2 separate regions of the Mus musculus genome follow, and region 1 is linked to region 2. A link is a contact called in public Hi-C data. All regions are on one chromosome and are shown on one strand. The core of a region is the stretch at or near the end of the contact, and the rest is flanking DNA. Distances in the headings are between cores, read along the strand shown. Region 1 holds the start of Irf8 (interferon regulatory factor 8). Region 2 overlaps Gm39265 (a long non-coding RNA gene).

The links. A called contact is a pair of places that touch in the nucleus more often than the background predicts.
Region 1: a contact with region 2 is called in a Hi-C map of bone marrow-derived macrophages, with 106 read pairs. The contact joins the promoter of Irf8 here to the enhancer-like site in region 2. A contact is called at or near these places in 13 of 39 promoter capture datasets (the 3T3-L1 cell line, the C10 cell line, the HPC-7 cell line and 7 more), 4 of 15 datasets of contacts at CTCF or cohesin (CD8 T cells, large pre-B cells, pro-B cells and 1 more), 91 of 484 Hi-C or Micro-C datasets (the 63-12 cell line, B cells, the BV-2 cell line and 56 more), 29 of 115 datasets of contacts at active chromatin or transcription factors (the 230-238 cell line, CD8 T cells, DN3 thymocytes and 20 more) and 5 of 9 other capture datasets (adipose tissue, embryonic stem cells, liver and 2 more).

What each region holds. Positions count from the first base shown.
Region 1 is chr8:120,734,791-120,739,008 of GRCm38.p6, reverse strand. Irf8 (interferon regulatory factor 8) reads right to left here and starts at 2,651. Exons shown (of 9, transcript NM_008320.4): 1 at 2,600-2,651.
Region 2 is chr8:120,695,603-120,699,563 of GRCm38.p6, reverse strand. The region is part of intron 1 of Gm39265 (a long non-coding RNA gene); the gene reads left to right. Among named protein-coding and RNA genes, the nearest start is that of Gm39265, 3.3 kb to the left of the region's middle. Within about 2 kb of position 2,358, at least 63 of the 459 cell types and tissues checked have an H3K27ac peak or open chromatin away from gene starts, as enhancers often do. A contact at or near this core is called in the BV-2 cell line, CD8 T cells, DN3 thymocytes and 18 more, where this site is marked.

The sequences.
Region 1 (4,218 bases), core at 1,402-3,901, 39 kb before region 2:
AGCCAGCATTTACTAGAACAGCCTGGAAATCCCCAAAGCAGTTGGACAGACGCCCACCCTGAAAACCAGAACACAGCACTTCTAGTCTTCCAACTAAAATGACCTCTTGGGGTAGGGAAAAAAAAAAAAAAAAGAAGTTATCATCAGTGAGAAGTCAAGATATCCCCAAGAACATAGTCACATCCAGAGCCAGCATGTCCCACAAAGTCAGGATTGCTGGAAAGAGGCCTGAGGGTCAGAAACTCCAGGCCGCTTGCAGGTGGTAGTGGGGCCAGGAAAGACGGCAGCAGCCTGAGAGGAGGGAGATGAGGTCTCTCCAGGGCTGGTTTTAGCCACACAGCAGCCCTAACTGCCACCAGTGGGCTTGGAAGGGAGCGAGGGCTAAAGCGGAGTCAGACTCCAGTCAGTTTTGAGTTTTATTTTTGAGGCAGGGTTTTGTATCGCAGGCTGATCTCCAACTCCCTAGTTTGATGAAGATGGCCTTGGACGCCTGATCTTTCTTTCTGCCTCCGTTTCCCCCGTGCTGAGGACTGGACCCAGAGCTTGTGCCTGCTAGGCAAGTGCGGTGCCACCTGAGGCACCTCTCAAGCAAATCATCAAGACGGCTGGGAAACCCTGACCTCAGCAGGGGCTCTTCACCTTGGGAAGCCATTGGCTCCTAAGTCTAAGGACCCTCACAAGAAAGGCAGGAAAGAAAGGTTATCTCAAGAAACCCAGTATTCTAAGACCACTGAGTTCATAAGTGACAAGTCAGAAAGGAATACCTAGGGAGAGAACTGAAATGGCATTGGGTACCCCTAAAACCAAGTAGAGTCCTGGCTCCAACAGCTTGTTCTGGAGAGGAGATAGGAGGCTCTCCTGGTTTGGTAGTGTCTTGTGTGGCCTCTAAGGATGAGGGTGGGGTGGGAGCTGGGGTCAGGGGTCCAGAGTATCTGAGGATGTGTCCATTGAAAGCCTCAACTCAGCTCCTGGAGATAGATTTGTGACCCATACCCCCATGGTCCCTGAGCCTCCTGAAATCTGAAGGGACTTCCCTGGCATGGCTGGAGTTTTTTCCAGAACAGGAATGGCACTTTCTTGTCAGGGATCCTGGGGTACCCAACACCCCAGAACTGTGAAAGACAGATGTCTTGGTGGGTGACAGAGAAAAGGGGTGTTTAAAAGGAAAGGTGAATGGCAGACCATGGAAGCTAGGAGGTTAAAATTCTCTAACCCAGCCTCTTCTACACTCGGAAGGGGGAGAGACTGGGAGGGACCACCATCCCCTGGGCAGGCACAGCACAAACTGCCAGCACCCTGCCAGTGACAGTACACACAGAAGGGATGCTTTCTTTCATTCATTCTGCAGATGAAAGAACACCTGACAGGGTCCGGCTCTCAGCACCTGGACAATCTCCTCTATTGCCTTGGAGGCCAATCTGAGGTCCTAGACAGGCATAGCCTGACTCTCTTACAACTATGGACAATTAATGGTTTATAAACACGCTCACATGATTCTAGCTTCCTCTTCTTGATTTTGAGGCAGCATTCCCTGTGGGCCCAATCCTGCCTACAGCTAACTTACATCTAGAGCAACGTGTCTTAGGTCAGGCTTCTCACAAGGCAGGGGACAGAGGCTCGCCTAACACAGCTGTCAACATCTGCACCAGCCATGTTTGGCGGGGCTCACACCACACCGTAATCCCTTTCATTCAGCCCTGGGCCACAGTCTGACCACCACTGAACGGAAATCCATCACAGACCCATCTCTTTCTGGCCCCAAGCTTCCTCAGGGACACTGAATCGGTCCCAGTTCTTCATGAAGGAGCCTGCCATAACTTAAAGGGACAAACCTAGAACTGTCACGAAACTGCTCTTATCGTTTGACTTTAAAAGAAAAAAACAGGGCCATTGAGCACCTGGGCACCCCCCAAGCTCCGCCTGAAATCCTAACACTCAGAAGAGGTAGGCGGATAACCGGGAGCTCATTGGAATGAGCCTGGGCTACAGAGTGATACCCTGTATCAGAAACAAAACAAAAACAAACAAAACAGTGATCTACCATTTTAAGATTCTAGTGAATGGTTTCTATTAGTTTCTACCCCCTGAACGCCCTTCCCGGCTGTGGGTAAGTAATCTTTCTCACCAGGGGAAAAGTCTGCCCCTATAGCCTGGGGCCAAGCTCACAGCAAATCTGGTCTTGAGAGCTGTGTGGGACCCACACGGAAGACTTTCCTTCCGGGGCCAGCTGGGCCACTGGACAATCAGAGAAGTCCAGCGCCACTGGGCAATCAGATTGCCACTAGTCAGAATCAAAGCCAGTCGGTCCCTGGGCGAGCCCAGTCGCGAGCTTTGGATAGTTCATGCATGGAAGCCGGGCTGCCGCGCGGTGATTGGCAGATCTATTTCTCTTCATTATGAAGTTGGCCATCAGGCAGATTTTAAAGGGAGAGGTGTTTGTTCATTTGGTTGGGTTTTGTTGTTGTTGTTGTTGTTGGTTGTTGTTGTTGTTTTTGGAGAGCAGCCAGAGCAAGCACCTGCTAACGTGCTGTGCACTCCGTTTGGGCGAAGGTGGGAGAGCCACAGCCCCGGCCCCCGCGCCCACCCCATCGCGTCCTACCTGCCGCCGGTTCCCACGCTGCCCGCGCCTCCGGGACCGCCCGCGGGCTCCTGGAGGCCCGTACGCGCGCGCCTGCTTTTATAGATGGGGCGGGGGAGAAGGCGGGTCCCGCGCGCAGAGCGACGGTCGCGCGAGCTAATTGAGGAGCGGGAGGGGCGCTGGCGCGGCCCAATCAGCGCAGCCTGCCAAATCCGCCTTCTCTGAAGCGCTCTCTTTCCGAGAAATCACTTTTGCACGTCCCCGACCCCGTGGAGTCCTTTTCTCTCTTTACTCCGGGGGCGGCGGGGGAGGGGGCTGCCCCAAAAATGGCCGGGGGGCTGGGGCGTCTGCCTAAGGTCAAGGAGGCTGGTGATGCACGGATCATCCTCGGGGTGTCGTTCAGGTTTGGAGAGCCTCTGTCCCGGGCACGTGTCCAGGGGCACCCTGAGTGTCAGCTGCTCAGGCTGGAGTTTCAGAGCAAAGACCAGTCCCAGAGCTGCGTGCTGGGTGACAGCCACTTGCAGCGCGCCCTCCTGGATGGAGGATGACCGCCTGAAATTGCGCAGGAAATCTGGGAAACCAGGGGAGTCGCGAGCGCTGAGGCTGGGATGCCCCCAGGAAGGCTACGCATTATCGGTTCCCTTGTGTCCCCCAGTGATGTCAGGAGCCCGGTCGAGCCTGTTCCCAACCTGAGTAGGATGTGGGAGCGGGGAGCCTTAGGTGAGGGTCGAGAGGGACTTTCGTTGCAGGCTGCCCAATTACACACCTGCGGCCACGCTTACAGGACTCTCACCCGTCTGGCTTTTAAAATACTTAGGAAAACGTTGGAGCCGCGACAAGAATTTTTGATTGGTCCACAAATACAAGAAGTATACGGCTAGGTTTCAAATAAATACGAATTCAAATAAGGATTTTCCAAACAGAACCTTCTAACTCTAGTTTATCCTGATGAGCATTGTGGTATACCTGAAAGGCACTTAAGACATTACCGGGTATTAGTTCAATGATAAATACCATCCAACAGTCAAAAGCCAAGTGGAGTTCCCTGGAGCCAAGGAATTTCAAATGAAAACTACTTTTCAAAGCTCATTTGTTTTATTACTATTATTATTGGGTTTATTGTTTGTTTTCCAAGACAGGGTTTCCCTGTAGCCCTGGCTGTCCCCGAACTAGACCAGGCTGGCCTCAAATTCACAGAGATCTGCTAGCCTCTGCCTCCCAAGGGCTGGGATTAAAGGTGTGTGCCACCATAGTCCAGCTCAAATTCTTTAATAGTAATATGGGAGTGTTTTAATAAGTGTTTGCTGTGAAGGGCAGAGTCCAGAAGTCAGACACGCTCAGATTACTACAACAGACTCCTGTGTGCATTTATACCCCTTTCATTTCCCAAATAGGCACCTTATAAGCGTATGCAGATTTTCCTACTTACAAATATCAAAGGCACAGAACAGATCCCAAATGTCCACCCAGTGTGCCTGCCTCTTAGCTAAAGGTAGAGAGAGATTAGGGACACCAGCCCTAGCTTCTGGTCCTAGCAGCAGGTGTCTCTGTACACACTAGAAGACACCAGCCCAGCCTGCCTGACAACTGTCCTGAAGCCATATACATCGGGGTGTGAGTGGGGTCTATTTTTTTCTAAC
Region 2 (3,961 bases), core at 1,109-3,608:
TTTTTTTTTTTTTTTTTTTGGTTTTTCGAGACAGGGTTTTCCTGTGTAGCCCTGGCTGTCCTGGAACTCACTCTGTAGAGCAGACTGGCATCAAACTCAGAAATCTGCCTGCCTCTGCCTCCCAAGTGCTGGGATTAAAGGCCTGCGCCACCACTGCCGGGCTGGGTTTCTTTAAAAACAACAACAACCAAGCACAGAACTATCACACGACTGTGCTTTGGTTTTAATCCCACGTGTGGGATGTGGGTGGCTTCAGACTGTCCACAGCAGCTGACTGTGATCTGCCTCCTGCTCCAGCGGAAGCATGGCTTTGCCAGCTGCAGATAATTTTTGTAACAGTGTGACATTTGGAATTCTGGAAACTTTTCAGAGGATACATAAATGCTAGGGCCCTAAGAGGCAGCGTGGTTGGTGTTGGTTGTTCAGGGAGGTTAGTTGTGATTTGTTAGTGGCTGTGGTCATAGAAGAAACAAAAGGAAAACAATTAGATTCAGGGATTTTCCTAATTCCTCTCTCTCCTCTCTCCTTGTTTCTCTTCTATCTAGTGTGAAACTAGGGGGGATAAAGGGTAAGAAGAAAAAAACAAAAACTGCCAAAGGCCAGCTACACCACACCTCAGGAAGTTGCCAGAGCCTCTATAGGTAAAAGTTGCTTATCCATGAGGCCAGTCTCCCTGGCACCCAAGAACTGTCACATCTTTGCTCAGAACAAGCTTTCTAGATCCTAACATGTCCACAGAGGAAAAATGGCAGCCTGGACGCCGCCCTCTTCAGCACCACCACAGGACCACAAGAGGAGACTGTAGAGAGGAGGAGATGGGAGGTTGTGGATAAGAAGAAAAGTCAAGGAGACCCAGCTGGTCGGTTATGGCTCATCTTATTTCCTGCTGGAAACGGCACCGCAGGAAAGTTACCATGGCTGCCGGATGAGTCCCCACAGCTGGGAAGCAGCCAGCAAGAAGACAAGATGGACTTCCAAGCACAGAACAATTATGCAAACTCCACTATGTTTACAGAGGCTTGATGGGTGAGCAGGCAGCATGTCTGCCTGGCACCTGTGTTAGTGTTGGGAACTCAGAGGGGCTACTTGTGGCTGTCCGTTCTTTGCTGCCTATGGCAGCAATGGCTTTGCTGTGAATATCTGAAAGTGGGCATTTTAGAGCAGCCATCCCAGGATACTGGTAGCTGCTGTGAGTAGATCACAGTGTGTTTTCCAGGCCTTTTCTAAGCTCACAACTTGCTCTCTGGAGGGTCCCATTGGCTCGCCCTCACTCAGGCTGGCTTCCCAGTTAGATTCTCAGTTCTGTCTCTTTCTTTAAAGTAAATGTTTGGGAGGCTGGAGAGGTGACTCAGTGGTTAAGGGCACTTGCTGCTCTTGCAAAAGACCTGGGTTTAATTCCCAGCATCCTCCATGGAGGCTCACAACCATCTTTAACTCCAGTTCCAGGGGCCCCTGGTGCCCTCTTCTGGCCTCTATGGGTACTGCATGCACACAGTGTACAGGCATGTGTGTGTGTGTGTGTGTGTGTGTGTGTGTGTGTGTGTGTGTGTGTATGAATATTATCTTGGACTCTCTTCATGCACATGGTTCTTGTGCTTTCTGAGACATTTGATTCTTGAGTTATAGCTGCCACCAAGGGCCTGAGCTGAGAGTCCGGCCTCCGTGTATCAGCGTTGTGCAATCAGGGCTATAAAGAGATGCTCAGAAAATAGCTTCTCCAGCAGGCTTCCTTCCTGTGGCTGATTTCATGTAGACATGTCACAACTATGGGGGGGTGGGGAGGGGGGGCGGGGGGAACGAGAGGTTAAAGAGTATGCAGGATTTGCTGAAAAGGTTATTTCTTATTAAAAAAAAAAAAAAAAAAAAAAAAAAACTCTGCCCTGTCAAGTGGTGAGAGAACAACCAGGCAGATTCCACCCGCTTTGTTCCCTAAGTCTGGGATGATAAAGGAGCCTGGCTTCAGTAAGAGTTCCACACCTACGCCACCAACCATCTCCCAGCCCTGACACCACCAACCCAGCTTCCCAGCGCTGCAGAAACTCTTGTGGGGTGTCTGGGTGTTCAGTGGGTGTGTCCCACCAGGACAGTGTATCTGGTGGATGAAGATGGGACTTGAACTTAAGGACTAGGCCTCCTCCCTGCTTGCAGCTCTCTGTGGCACTTGCTCGCTGTCCTCCGCAGAGCAGCTCCTGTGCCTGTGTCCCTTCCTCTGTTCCTCTTGAGCAGTAACTGAGTAGGGTCCCGGTCTAGCATGGCGCTTTCCTTCTTCTGTCTCTCTAGCGATGCTCTTCTGTGGCCCTCAGCATCCAGCACTGTGGCAACAGCTCTTCTCCCCCGGCTGGCTCGCCCTCTGGCTGCTTGCCAGGCATTTTGGTCTGCGGTGTCTGGAGCGTCTCTACACATCTAACTGTCGCTTTGTTTTTCTCTCTTCTGCTCTGCACTTCATGGGTTGAAAATTCATGCTTTGGCAGGAGTGTGGTGCCCGGCACTCTTTAGCTCTGTGAGTTCAAGGCCAGCCTGGTTTACATGGATAGCCTGAGTTGCATAGAGAGACCCTATCTCAAAAAAAAAAAAATCCTGTTTCCACCAGTTCTGGCATGGAGCATTCTCACGCTGACACCGCACTTGGCTCCTTTCTGTGGAGCTCTGACTGAGATTGGAGCTGAGCCTGTCTTCATAGGGTTTCATGATGGAACTGGTGTGGCCCTCACCCTACCAAGCTTTGCCACTATTTCCATGGTAACTATGTAAAACATTATTTTACATGGTAACTATGTAATACATTGTTTCCTGGGAAAATAATGTTTCCTGTTGATCTAATGTAGTATTGTCACAGATGAAGCAGATGGAAGTTGTTGGCCACATCCAGACCCCAATCTAAGTGACGAAATCCATCTGGACAGCCGTCCAACCCTTTAACCCTAGAAGGACCAGGAGCGTGGCGAGTAAGGCTTTGCAGCCCGTCCCCTCTCTGTCACAGCTGCTGGATTCTGAGTGCAGACGCAGCTGTGGAGGATGTCAGTGAACGGGAGAGCCTGCTGTGCTCCATTCTGAGAGCAGGTGACAGATGTGTGGCTGTCTGTCAGATGCTGAGCTGGTCTTGTGCCTTACACAAGCAAACACTCTCTCAAAGATGCCTGGAAGCCTTCTCGGACGCTTTGAGTAGTAGAGAGCTTACTGCTTCATAAGGACCTCAAATAAGCAGAGCTGTTAGGGATAAAGTGAGCCTGAAGCCACACTTCTCAGTGTGATCCTCCCCCAAACCTCACTGAGGGGAAGGAGGGGCAGACAGGGAAGAGTCTGAGCCACTTAGGCTCATCTCTTGTACCTGCATGCTCCTTGGGAAAGTGGGTTGAGAGGTAGGGGGCATGCCCACCGTCACTGAGGTTTAATTGAGCAAGCCTGCAGTCACATGAAGACTTGCAGCCACTGAATTTCTGCTTCCCAAGTTGATGCTCACTGCACCCAGATGACAGGCTTTCCTGTCTTAAACCAGCGATGATGAGGTAGGCACTATGGGGGTGTGGCGAGTAGCTTAGGTTGAGTTTGGGTTGGGTTGGGTTGGCAACAGGCCGTTGTTATCCAAGCCGGACTGCAGCTTTAGGCCCCAAGCATTCTCCTCTGCCTTCTGTCTGGCTGTGTCTACAAGCATGCACGCACCTTGTGCCCACCAGGTTTACCTTTTAACATCGTAATAAGCAGACACAACCTGGGCTGTAGAGGTAGCTTAGTAAAGTGCTTTCTGTGCAAGCATGAGGACCTGGGTGCAGATCCCTAGCAAACATTAAAAAGCCAGGTGTGGCAACACATGGCTGTAATCCTGGTGCCGGGGAGGCAGAGACGAGCAGACCGATGGAGTTCACCAGCCAGTCTAGACAATCAGTGAGCGTCAGGTTTAGAGAGAAACCTTGTCTTAAGAGAGGACTGTAGAAAACAACAGAGAAAGACATCTGACGTTGAC